2 separate regions of the Mus musculus genome follow, and region 2 is linked to region 1. The links are chromatin contacts, called in public promoter capture Hi-C maps. All regions are on one chromosome and are shown on one strand. Each heading gives the region's core, a stretch centred on a gene start, on an enhancer-like site or on the middle of the called end of the contact. The rest is flanking DNA. Distances are from core to core; before and after follow the strand shown. Region 1 overlaps Tfdp2 (transcription factor Dp 2). Region 2 has its middle 16 kb from the start of Gm39409.

Region 1 (5,906 bases), core at 1,918-4,417:
TAGCAGGCATGTCCTGCATACAGCTGAGGGTCGCTGTGAATCTGCCTCAACATAAGGAAAACATACCTAAAACATGATGAGATTTTGATTTGGTTTGGTTTGGTTTTGAATCCTAGCTTTCCCGAGCTCACCTGGAACTCACTGAGTAGCTAAAGATGGCCTTGAACTTCCGATCCTCATGCTTCTACCTCCAGTACTAGAATTACATGCATGCACCACCATACCATGTTTAACATTATGAGGGTTTGTTGTTGGTTTTTGTAATTCACTTGTGCATTTCTTTTTTTTTTAATCTAATTTTTTATTAGGTATTTTCTTCATTTACATTTCAAATGCTATCCCAAAAGTCCCCCATACCCCCCCCCTCACTCCCCTATCTACCCACTCCCACTTCTTGGCCCTGGTGTTCCCCTGTACTGGGGCATATAAAGTTTGCAAGACCAAGGGGCCTCTCTTTCCAATGATGGCCAACTAGGCCATCTTCTGCTACATATGCAGCTAGAGACACGAGCTCTGGGGGGTACTGGTTAGTTCATATTGTTGTTCCACCTATAGGGTTGCAGACCCCTTTAGCTCCTTGGGTACTTTCTCTAGCTCCTCCATTGGGGGCCCTGTGTTCCATCCAGTAGCTGACTGTGAACATCCACTTCTGTGTTTGCTAGGCACCGGCATAGTCTCACAAGAGACAGCTATATCAGGGTCCTTTTAGCAAAATCTTGCTGGTGTATGCAATGGTGTCAGCGTTTGGAAGCTGATTATGGGATGGATCCCCGGGTGTGGCAGTCTCTAGATGGTCCATCCTTTCGTCTCAGCTCCAAATTTTGTCTCTGTAACTCCTTCCATGGGTGTTTCATTCCCAATTCTAAGAAGGGGCAAAGTGTCCACACTTTGGTCTTCGTTCTTCTTGAGTTTCATGTGTTTTGCAAATTGTATCTTGTATCTTGAGTATTCTAAGTTTCTGGGCTAATATCCACTTATCAGTGAGTACATATTGTGTGAGTTCTTTTGTGATTGGTTTACCTCACTCAGGATGATACCCTCCAGGTCCAACCATTTGCCTAGGAATTTCATAAATTCATTGTTTTTAGTAGCTGAGTAGTACTCCATTGTGTAAATGTACCACATTTTCTGTATCCATTCCTCTGTTGAGGGGCATCTGGGTTCTTTCCAGCTTCTGGCTATTATAAATAAGGCTGCTATGAACATAGTGGAGCATGTGTCCTTCTTACCAGTCACTTATGCATTTCTTGAGTGTGAACTTTGAAGATAACATCACAATGTTGCAGTTAAATGGTTAGACATGCTTGTGAGTATAAATGAAAGTTGATACTTTTGTTTGTGAGTTCCCAGAATTTCTGATAAAGAAAAAGGATAAGGTCATATTATATAGTTAGGTCTTAAGTATGGTCCAAAACTATTTTAACTCTTCTTATTTGAAAATATTCATATATTAAAGGAATATTGTCTTTATGTAGGCCATCTTCACAGGAAATGTTAATTGTGTTGGTATTATTTCTTTTTAATTATTTTAACTGAACTGTGTGCTTGTTTGTAGTATGAATATTTGCCGGTCCCGTATGTTTACATATTGAATCCAGAGGGTAACATCAGGTCTTTTCCTTCATTACTTTCTAGTTCTTTTTTTTCTTCGTCTTCTTCTGAAGCTCCTTCCCTGATTCCCTCTAAACTTCCTGTCTCTCTGTCCTGCCTCACCACTTCACTTCTGTGAGGGTCCCAAGGCCTGATATGCCAGGTGCTTGGCACCTCCAGAACTTCTCAGTCAAATAAACCTCCTTAAGCCTTTATAAAACGTGCTTGCTTCATCTATTTCCTTGTAGTAATGAAAATGAACTAGAACATACGGAATTTTTTCAAAAAAAATATATATGTGTATGTATGTAGATATATGTATATGTATATATTTATATTTGCTTTTTTGAGACAGAGATTTTCTATGTTGACCTCTAGCTGTCGTTGAATACATTACGTAGACCAGTCTGACCCTGAACTCACAGAGATTTGCCTGCCTTTGTTTCCCAAATGCTGGAGTCAATACTCTTTGTTGTTATTGTTTCTTTAATTTTAAAAAATAAGTATTTTTATTTGTGTGTGTATATATATGTGTGAGTGTGAACGTGCTTTCACAACATGGTATGTATGGGGAGATCAGTAGATAACTATGTCAGATCTCTTATTCTACAGTGTGTGTTTCTGCTCATCATGTTGCCCAGGCTGGCCCCCTGACTCCAGGCTCTTGTAGTTTTCTTGCCTGGCAATCCTGAGTAACTGGAATTAAAGGAACAGTGACCTTGCCCTAATTACTAGTTCGAACAAAATTGGTTAGGCTCTTGTTTTGACTAGGGATAGATAATACTAAGGTCAAAGTGCCCGGGACTGCCAGTTATATGTGTATCTAACAGAACTTTCTGCAGTGAGGGAAATGTTCTATATATTTGCACTATCCGTTAATACACTAGTAGCTACATTTTGAACACAGTCTTAGTTAGGATTTCCATTGCTGGGAAGAGACACCATGACCAAGGCATCTCTTAAAAAGGGAAACATTTAATTAGGGCTGCCTTACAGTTCAGCCCCTTATCATCATGGTGGAAAGCATGGTGGAAAGAATAAAAGGATGTGCTGATTTGAGATGGACAACAAGAAGTGAACTACTGAGAGAGATAAGTGGACATTTTGTGCAGGCAGACGTGATGCTGGAGGAGCCAAGAGTTCTATATTTTGGTCAGAATGCTGCCAGGAGGAGGCTCTTTCCACACTGGGTGTAGCTTAAGCTTAAAGCCCACCCCTACAGTGACAGACATACTTCCTCTAATAAGGCCACACCTCCTTTAATAAAGCCTCACTGTCCGTGGCCAAGCATATTCAAGTACCACAAACACCTGGCACAAAAAAGTGAAGCTTAAAAAAATGTATTGATATTTATGTATATGTGTGTATGCCCAAGGGCATGTACATACACCATGTGAATGCAAGGGCCCACAGAGGTCAGAAGAGTCATTAGGTCCCCTGGAACTGAAGTTACAGATAGCTGTGTCCTGCCATGTGGTGACTGGGAAACAAACCCAAGTTCTCTACAAGGACAGTCAGTGCTTTCAAACCACTAAGCCATCTGAAAGTGAATCCTAAGTTTAAATTTTAACCTATTCAAATATTCAGGTTGGTTTGGAACTTACTCCATAGCCTCAGCAGGCCTTGGACTCATGGCAGTCTGCCCTCCTCAGCCTCCTGAGTGCTAGGATTACAGGTATGAGCGACCACGTTCATATATAAGGAAAGAATCACTTTCTTCTTTGTGTTGTTTTGTTTTGAGATAGGACTTTATGCAGCCCAGCTTGGCCTCAAACACATAATGTAGCCTAGGATGATCTTGAACTCCCAGTTGTCCTGCCTCGCCTCGCCAGTGCTGAGAGTACAGTGTTTACTACCATGTCTAGCTAAGAGAATCTACTTTCTTTGCTGAATATTGGTGCTTTAACAAGGTTAAGAGAATAAAAGGATGTGCTGATTTGAGATGGACAACGAGAAGTGAACTACTGAGAGAGTTAATGGATATTTAGAGATATACAGTGCTGACCAATAAACAGCTGTGAATTAAAGCTTAGAGAAGAATGGAAAAGCCCGGGAGATCATTAAAGAATTTAGTAGTCATCTATGTGGAAGTGATAGATGCCCTGCAGAAGAGGAGTACACATTTTTAGGAAAACAGTGTTGTGTCCCCACCTCATTGCTATGACACACATCTGAAGTACTTCAAAGAGAAGAGGAGTTTGTTTTGGCTCATCACTCTGAAGGTTTTAGTTTATAACTGAGAAACCAGTAGTGGTGCAGTGCGGCACCGGCATCTCAGAAGCTCATTCACCTCACAGTTGGGAACCCAACCTTCAGGGTTTGGTATTTCCAAAACCCATTTAAAGGTGTGTCTTATTAGGCCCTTATCTAAAACTTGCTGGCACCTCCCAACAACATTACTGGCTGACCAAGATTATTGTGGTTGTTGTTGTTGTTGTGGTGGTGGTGGTGGTGGTGGTTGTTCTTGTTGCTATTATTATTGTTGTTGTTAGCATTTTGTCTAAGCTCCACCCCACAGTTACCTGGCAACAGCCAAGTGTGCCTGACTCACTATAAAAGGGGATGTTTGCCCCCTCCTCTCTCTCTTGCTCTTGCCTTCTTGATCCCACTCTGTCCTCTTGCCCCTTCCCCCCCCCCTTTCTCCCCATTCACACCCCCACTCCCTCCATGTACTCATGGCCGGCTTCTACTTCTATACTCCTCTTCTTTGGTCGGTCTCTCTCTCTCTCTCTGTGTGCCTTTCTCTGCCTCTACTACCCTCTCAACTCCCCTCCCCATGCCCTGAATAAACTCTATTTTATACTCTTATGTGGCTGGTCCCTCAGGGGGAAGGGATGCCTCAGCATGGGCCCACCAAGGCACCACTTTCCCCCATACCTAACTACACATTCACCAAGCATATCCCCTCTCTCTTTATCCTTTTATAAACACAATAATAATAATAATAATAATAATAATAATAATAATAATAATATAATAAGAATAGTTACTACTATTACTATTATTATTATTATTATTATTATTATTATTATTATTATTATTATTATAGACAGGGTCTCTTTATGTAGCCTTGGCTATCCTGGAACTCACTATGTAGACCAGACTGGCCTCAGACTCACAGAGATCCACCTACCTCTGCCTCCCAAGTGAACATGTGCTACTATGCCCAGCTAGTACCAAAGCTTAACTTTGTGCCTTTGAGGGAAAGTATAGGTGTGTAGATCTAGACTCTAGCAAACATCAAGGGTAGAACCTTGGAAGATGCCCTCACTAAAAACAGGACATAGAGCAAACAAAGGTAATCTGTTTACTATGTGACATTGAAGTCAGTATTAGCTGGGTAGTGGTGCATGCCTTTAATCCTAGCACTTGGAAGGAAGAGACAAGTGGATCTCTGAGTTTCAGGCCAGCCTGGTGTACAGAGCAAGTTCTAGAACAGCCAAAGCTACACGGAGAAACCCTGTCTCAGAAAAGAAATCAATAAAGAAATATTTATTCAAGCAAGTAGTTTCATGGATCCTTTGGTTTGGTCTTACACTGGTTAAGATTAGACATTGTAAGTGAGCAAGCACAAGCTCAAGCTGACTAATTGCCACTCTTAATGTGGCCAACTAGCAATCTGTGAGTATCATCCTACCTATAAAATCACAAGTCTGTCATTAAATGTGAATAGTTAGTCATGTTACTAGTATACATAACAAATTCAAAAAAATCAACATACAAACCTAGAAGAGAACACCATCTGGTGTTCTCTAGTCAGTAGCTGAAATTAATGATACATAAATAGATTTAAACTTTTTTTGTGTGTAGGTCTTTTGGCTGCACATATGTCTGGGTACCATGTATATACGGTGCCCACCCACAGAAACCAGAAGAGGGCATCATATTCCATGGAATTAGAGTTAGAGATAGTTGTGAGCCACCATTTGGGTGCTGGAAACCAAATCTGGGTCCTCTGGAAGAGCAGTCAGAACCTTAATCGTGCCAGTTCTCTAACGTCAAATAGAGTTTATATATAAAAGATTAAGAAGAAATCGTTGAAGAGGATTCTTCAAAGCTTTTAAAAGTACAATATGTATATGTGTGTGCATGCGCGTGCACACACACATGTGTATGGATTCTATAAAGTTTTATCTTTTGTTCAAAAACATTTGAAATCTGACTTGCCATATAAACTTAGTTAACTGAATCAAACAATTAATTAGTTAATTAATCTGTTGGGAGACAGGGTTGTTATTCTGTGTAGCCCTGGCTGTCCTGGAACTCACTGGGTAGACCAGGTTGGCCTTGAACTTGGGGATCCTTCTGCTTCTTCC
Region 2 (5,906 bases), core at 1,939-4,438, 160 kb after region 1:
CTCTATAAGAGTTGCTGTGGAGGGCCAAAAAGTGGGAGTGGGGGGGAGGGTATGGGGGACTTTTGGGATAGCATTAGAAATGTAAATGAGGAAAATACCTAATTAAAAAAAAAAAAAAAAGAGTTGCTGTGGAGCCGGGCATGGTGGTGAACGCCTTTAATCCCAGCACTCAGGAGGCAGAGGGCAGGCAGATTTCTGAGTTCGAGGCCAGCCTGGTCTACAAAGTGAGGTTCCAGGACAGCCAGGGCTACACAGAGAAACCCTGTCTCGAAAAACCAAAAAAAAAAAAAAAAAAAAAAAGAGTTGCTGTGGTCATGTGGTCACAGTGTCTCTTTATAACAACAAAATCCTAACTAAGACACCATGACTACACCCAGACCAATCACTGATAAAGGGGAATAGTGGGCTTAGGACATTCATTGTTACAATAATCCCACAGTAAGGCAGAAATTCACCCTATAGGCAAGTCCACACTGCCTGCCATAGTGTGTCACCTGCATGGCAGGAGGAAGTGGCAGCTGTCATAGAACCCTTTCAATTCTCTTTGTCGTTCCTTCCCACACCAAAGTACTTGGGCTAGGCCAGGGTCAAGATCAAATTCAGGGTCAGGAAACAGGGGAGATGGTTTGCTCTGAGGTAAAATCCATAGTTTTTCTTTACAGAATAACCAAAGAAATAGAGGAATAACTGTGGAGAAATAAATGGGTAAGACCCCAGATCCACCTAAGACAAAGCGACTTCCAGCAAAGCACACACTGAAGCCTCCTGTGGTGATGCACGCCTGTAGTCCCAGCCCAGGGAGGCTGAGGCCAGAGGCTTACTATGAGTTCCAGGCCTGTAGAGCGAGAATTGTCTCGAAAACAAAACGAAACAAAACAATCGCAACAAAAGCAAAACAAAACAAAAACTCATCTCATTTAGTGAGCCCAGCCTACCAAACAATCATTCAAGTTCTTGGCATTAAATAAAAGTTTCACATGATTTTACATGTGTATGTGTTAGTGTGAGAGTATGCCATGGGTGCATATGTGCCTGAAGAGGCCAGAAGAGAGTGTCAAATCCCCTGGGGTTGGAGTCATGGGCAGTTGTGAACCTAATGTGGGTGCTGGGGAAGGGTCAGGCCCCGGGAAGAGCCAGAAGTGCTCCTAGAAGTGCTCCTAGTCACTGGCCCATCTTCTCCAGGCCCGTGTTCCTTCATACGTTTAAGACAGAGTCTCACGGTATAGCCCAGGAATTCACTGAACAGCTTAGGATCATCTCAAGTTCAGGGTGAGTGTTTTAGTCTCTGTATTGCCGAGGACTGACTAAAGGTGCTTTCTAGCACTCCTGGACAGGAGATAGACTGTTTTTGTTTTGGGTTTTGGTGCCAGCATCTTAAGATGTGGCCTAAGCTGGCTTGAAACCTGTGCTCTTTCAGCTTTAACCTCCTGAACTCTGGGATTGCAGCTGGGTACCACCATGGTTTCCTAGAATGGTTTCGTGGCGAAGCTACTGATGCTGGGGCCTGTTTTCCTCCAGCCGTGTCTTGCCCCAAGGCTTTCATGCCTTACTCTGTCTTGTGTTTATTGATCCCCTTGCACTTCTATGGACATCCCTAGGACATGTCTGCCTTGATGCTTGGAAACCAATAGCTGTGGTCAATAGCTTACAACTCCTTATCTGTTTTCTCTCCTAGGCCTGGATCACCGGTGGGTGATCTGCTGATAAAAATCAAAGCATGAGGTAGAATCTGAACAGAGGCACAACTGACAAATCAGTGCATATTTCGAAGGCTGCCTCTTGGGCTGGGATGTATACGTCCCAGTAGCCTAGCGTGAGTGGGACCCTGGGTTGGATCCCTAGCATCCCTTACAGTGGGCATGGTAGTTCACAATGGGGAGGTGAAGGGAGGGGAAAAAGAAGTCCAAGATCACCCTTGCTGTATAGGAGTTTGAGCCAGCCAAGGGTATGGGAGACCACGTCTTGAAAACAAACAGGGCCTTGGAGTGGGCAAAGGTGCCTGCTGCCAGGGCAGACGCCACCTGAGACTGAGGCTCACGTGGTGGAAAGCAAGTCATCTCCACGAGGTTTTTCTCTGGCATGTGTGCTGTGGTGCACACACACACACACACACACACACACCACAAGAAATTAAAAACAAAACCAACCAAATAACCTACTTCTCCAGGAAAACAAAAGCTGGTGTAGGATTTGCGTTTCATGGTACAAGTCTACCCACATCTTCCCTTTAGAATGGTCCATGCCCTGACACGGTGCACCTGAGGGAAAAGGGCAGCACAGTGTCTAGAGTGGCCAAGTGTCAGACATACTGCTTTCTCCACACATCGAAGCTCTAGTTAAACATCCTGCAATCTTCTCCAGAGGAAACTACCCTCATATCTCCCCTGGGACTTGGAATTTGCTTCCTTTTGGTTGGATTTGTTGTTGTTTGGTAGTTCAGGTTGGCCTTGAACTCGTATGCAGCCAAAGAAGCCCTCAAAATGTGGTCCTCCTGTGGCTGCCTCCCAGGTATTTGTTCTGAGATTATGAATTTTTGCCTTCGTGCAAGGCTTGGATTTGGGCCTATGTTTTCATTTCTACTTTTCCCCCTGTTCTGTCTCCTAACTCTGTGAAGTATTGCTGGCTTCTTCATTAAGGGGTGCAGACAGCAATTCCCCCAATCAAGGATGTCTGTACCTTCTGTATGTCTCCAGTGTTGTGTACAAAGAACTTAGTGAGACATCTGTGGCCAATCACTTGAGCTGATTAGTCTAGGACTCACTTCTCAGCGAATCCCAGATTTGATCTTTCTAAGTTCCTGCTCCAAAGTCAAACAGCTGTGTCTCTCTCTCTCCTTTTTGTCATCCTTACACATAGTAGATGAGTGCTGTGAGCAAAATGACCAAGAGTGAGTGATGTAGCTAGAGAGAAAGACCTGATGATAGACTCCAGGCCACATACCAGTCTGGAGGGACAGAGCATTGATAGGACATGAAAGCAGGGGGTTAAATGTTGCTGAAGAAGACTTGCAGTCTAACGATGCTGAAAACCCACAGGTTGAGACAATGCCTTATACTGAGTCAGCTCGCCTTTATAAGCCTGGCACAAGAACTCCAGCAGGCAAAGAGGCCAGGCCTGGAGGGCACCCCCTCCAGGAGTGGGGTGCAGACAAGGGCATGGCATTCCTGCTTGAGCTGTTCTCACCATTGTCTGCCGCCTGACTGGTCACGACTTGTGTGGCATCAGCCTCCTCCTTCCGGCATCCGTTAGACCAACGCTTGCCAGCCCCAGTCTGGATTGTGTCTCTCAGCCTGGCTGTAACTTTCCACTTTCGAGGGGGTGTTGTGAGGGTTTACAAGCCTGAATCTGACAAATACTCTACATCAGAAGCTTCAAGAAATTCTTCTAAAGAGGAAACTGGATTTGGCACCAACTAAAACATAACAAGCGTTAGATAAAAAAATTACAGGAAGTGGCCTGAGAGATAGCCCAGTGAATACAAGACGGACAGACATGCGTGGTGCGTGCCGGGCGTGGTGGCGCACGCCTTTAATCCCAGCACTCGGGAGGCAGAGGCAGGTGGATTTCTGAGTTCGAGGCCAGCCTGGTCTACAGAGTGAGTTCCAGGACAGCCAGGGCTATACAGAGAAACACTGTCTCGGAAAAACAAAAACAAAAACAAACAAACAAACAAACACGGACAGACGGAGCTCCATCCCTGGAGGCACATGGCAGAAAAAAAGAATCAGATCCCCAAAGCTGTTCTTTTGTAAGTGTGTGAGTTTGTGTATACACGAACCCGCATGTGTAAGCACGTACACGCGCACATGCACACACACACACACACACACACACACACACACAGACCCATTCACCCAAGTGCAGCTTCCATCCCTCATTCAAGGAACATCTTTTGCAGTAGATGGGGGCTACGGCTGAGATCCACAGCTGACCAAACGACACAAAGTAAATGCTCACTGGGCGCTCAGCCCCAACGGGAACATCTAGAACACAACTCCTTTGCTTAAACCTCGCGGAACATCTCAGAGGAGGGGACAGAAAGATTGAAAGAGCCAGAGGACCAGGACGTCTCCTGTAAGATGGCGACTTTTGGGTGTGGCAGGGAAGCTGCACCCATGAACTCCAATGACATGGTTGCTTACACAAGACCACACATGCCAGTCAACATGCCAAGGTAGAGGGGGCACGTTGGGGGGGGCGGGGGTGGTGGTGGTGGGGAATCTCACAAGGCTCCATGCTTAGAAAAAGAGCTGGAGGTAGTAAATGGCTGTTGAAAGAGGGGAAGAATAGGGTGTTTTAAGGAATGAGCCCTATGATAGGGTTCCCAGTCAGCCCTAAACAGCCCTATATGTAGGCAACAGTAACTTGATTCAGTAGTGTGTGTGTGTGTGTGTGTGTGTGTGTGTGTGTGTGTGTGAGAAACTACTTTTAAATTATAGAAGGTCTCATGAGTTTGAGAGGGTACAGGAAAGACACAGGAGGACAAGAGAAGGTGGAAAAGGTGTAAATATAGTATTCATATATAAAATCCTCAAATTATTAAAACTGGGAAGAGGAACTGTGAGAAGATAAATTAATGTTTTGTTTTGTTGGTTTTTGTTGTTGTTGTTGTTGTTGTTTTTAATGCAGTAAAGCTGTGATTGGCTGTGCAGACCTTTAATAGCAGCACTTGGAAAAAGGAAACAGGTGGCTCAGGTATTCCAGGCTAGTTCTGATTTCACGAAACCCTGTCTCAAACAACAAAAACAAAAACCAGAGGCTGAGGCTATCGCTCGGTTACGCTAGTGTCTTCCTAGGCTGCCCAAAGCCCTGAGTTCAATTCCCGACACTGAGTAAAGGATACACAGTGGCACACCAGTACTTGGGAGCTGGAAACAGAAGAATTGGAAGTCCAGGAACAAGGACTGAGAATGCAGCTGAGTTTACGGCGGGAGTTCTTTCCAGCGATGGAGAAGCTAGGCACAGTGGTGGAAGCCTGTAATACAAACACTTGCAAAGATGGGTAGGTTGGACGTTCAAGGTCATTCTCAGCTCTATAGTGATTCCCAGGCCAGCCTGGGATGGATTAAACTCAACACAGTTCAAGATTATTCACACTGGATAGCAAGTACACGGGACCTTGTCTCAAAACAAGCATTTATTTGCTCTTAGCCCAATAAGTCTGATCTGTAGAAGATGTGTTGTTGTCGTTGTTGTTATTTTGTTTGTTTAGACATGGTCTCAGCCCAAGAAACAGGTGTCTAATTTTCTGTGAATCAGGCGAGAACCTTATAATCCTCTTCCTGCTTCCACCTCCTAAGTTATCATGTCCCACCGTGACCAGATTAGGTGGTCCTGGGGGTTGAGCCCAGAGCCTTGAGCATGCCAGGCAGGCACCCTATAAGCTGAGCCCCGCCCCTTCCTCCATGGAAGATATTTTAAGAAAGATGCACAGACTTAGGGTGCCCAAGCCCTGTCAGAAAGACTTGGCTTTATTTTAGCTCTTTCTCAGTCTTGGGGCAGGTAGCAAACTTCTGTAGCATTGCACTCTTCCTCTGTGAAAATGCTGGCAGCAGGTCTTTGCAGTGTGGCTGGAAGCATGGAGGTGGTGTCCTCAAAAGCTCCGAGTCCCTGCCTACCATGAAGCGTGTGCTCTTAGACCAAGTGTCACACCTACCATGAAGCATGCGCTCTTAGACGGGCTCTGCCCAAAGCATTGGCAGTAGGAGAGGTCAGTCGCACCAACCAGACAACTTCCTTTAGGAAAAAAAAAAGAAAGAAAGAAACCATGCCAGTGGATTTGCCGTTAAAATAGCCAGAAGCTGGGGGGCATGGGGGTGGCGTAATGGCACAGCAGGTAAAGGTGCTTGCTGCCAAACATGGTGACCAGAGTTCAATCCCCAGAAGGAAAGAAACTGCTCTCAAAG

Evidence for each region. Capture Hi-C pulls out chosen DNA fragments and counts their contacts.
Region 2: a promoter capture Hi-C map of liver shows a contact between it and region 1. The contact joins two enhancer-like sites. A contact is called at or near these places in 1 of 15 datasets of contacts at CTCF or cohesin (stem cell-derived epiblast-like cells), 1 of 484 Hi-C or Micro-C datasets (nephron progenitors) and 1 of 9 other capture datasets (liver).

The regions. Positions count from the first base shown.
Region 1 is chr9:96,251,069-96,256,974 of GRCm38.p6, forward strand. All of the region lies in intron 3 of Tfdp2 (transcription factor Dp 2), which reads left to right. Among named protein-coding and RNA genes, the nearest start is that of Gm39408, 29 kb to the right of the region's middle. Within about 2 kb of position 3,168, at least 3 of the 459 cell types and tissues checked have an H3K27ac peak or open chromatin away from gene starts, as enhancers often do. A contact at or near this core is called in liver, where this site is marked.
Region 2 is chr9:96,409,938-96,415,843 of GRCm38.p6, forward strand. No RefSeq gene overlaps it. Among named protein-coding and RNA genes, the nearest start is that of Gm39409, 16 kb to the left of the region's middle. Within about 2 kb of position 3,189, at least 18 of the 459 cell types and tissues checked have an H3K27ac peak or open chromatin away from gene starts, as enhancers often do. A contact at or near this core is called in liver, where this site is marked.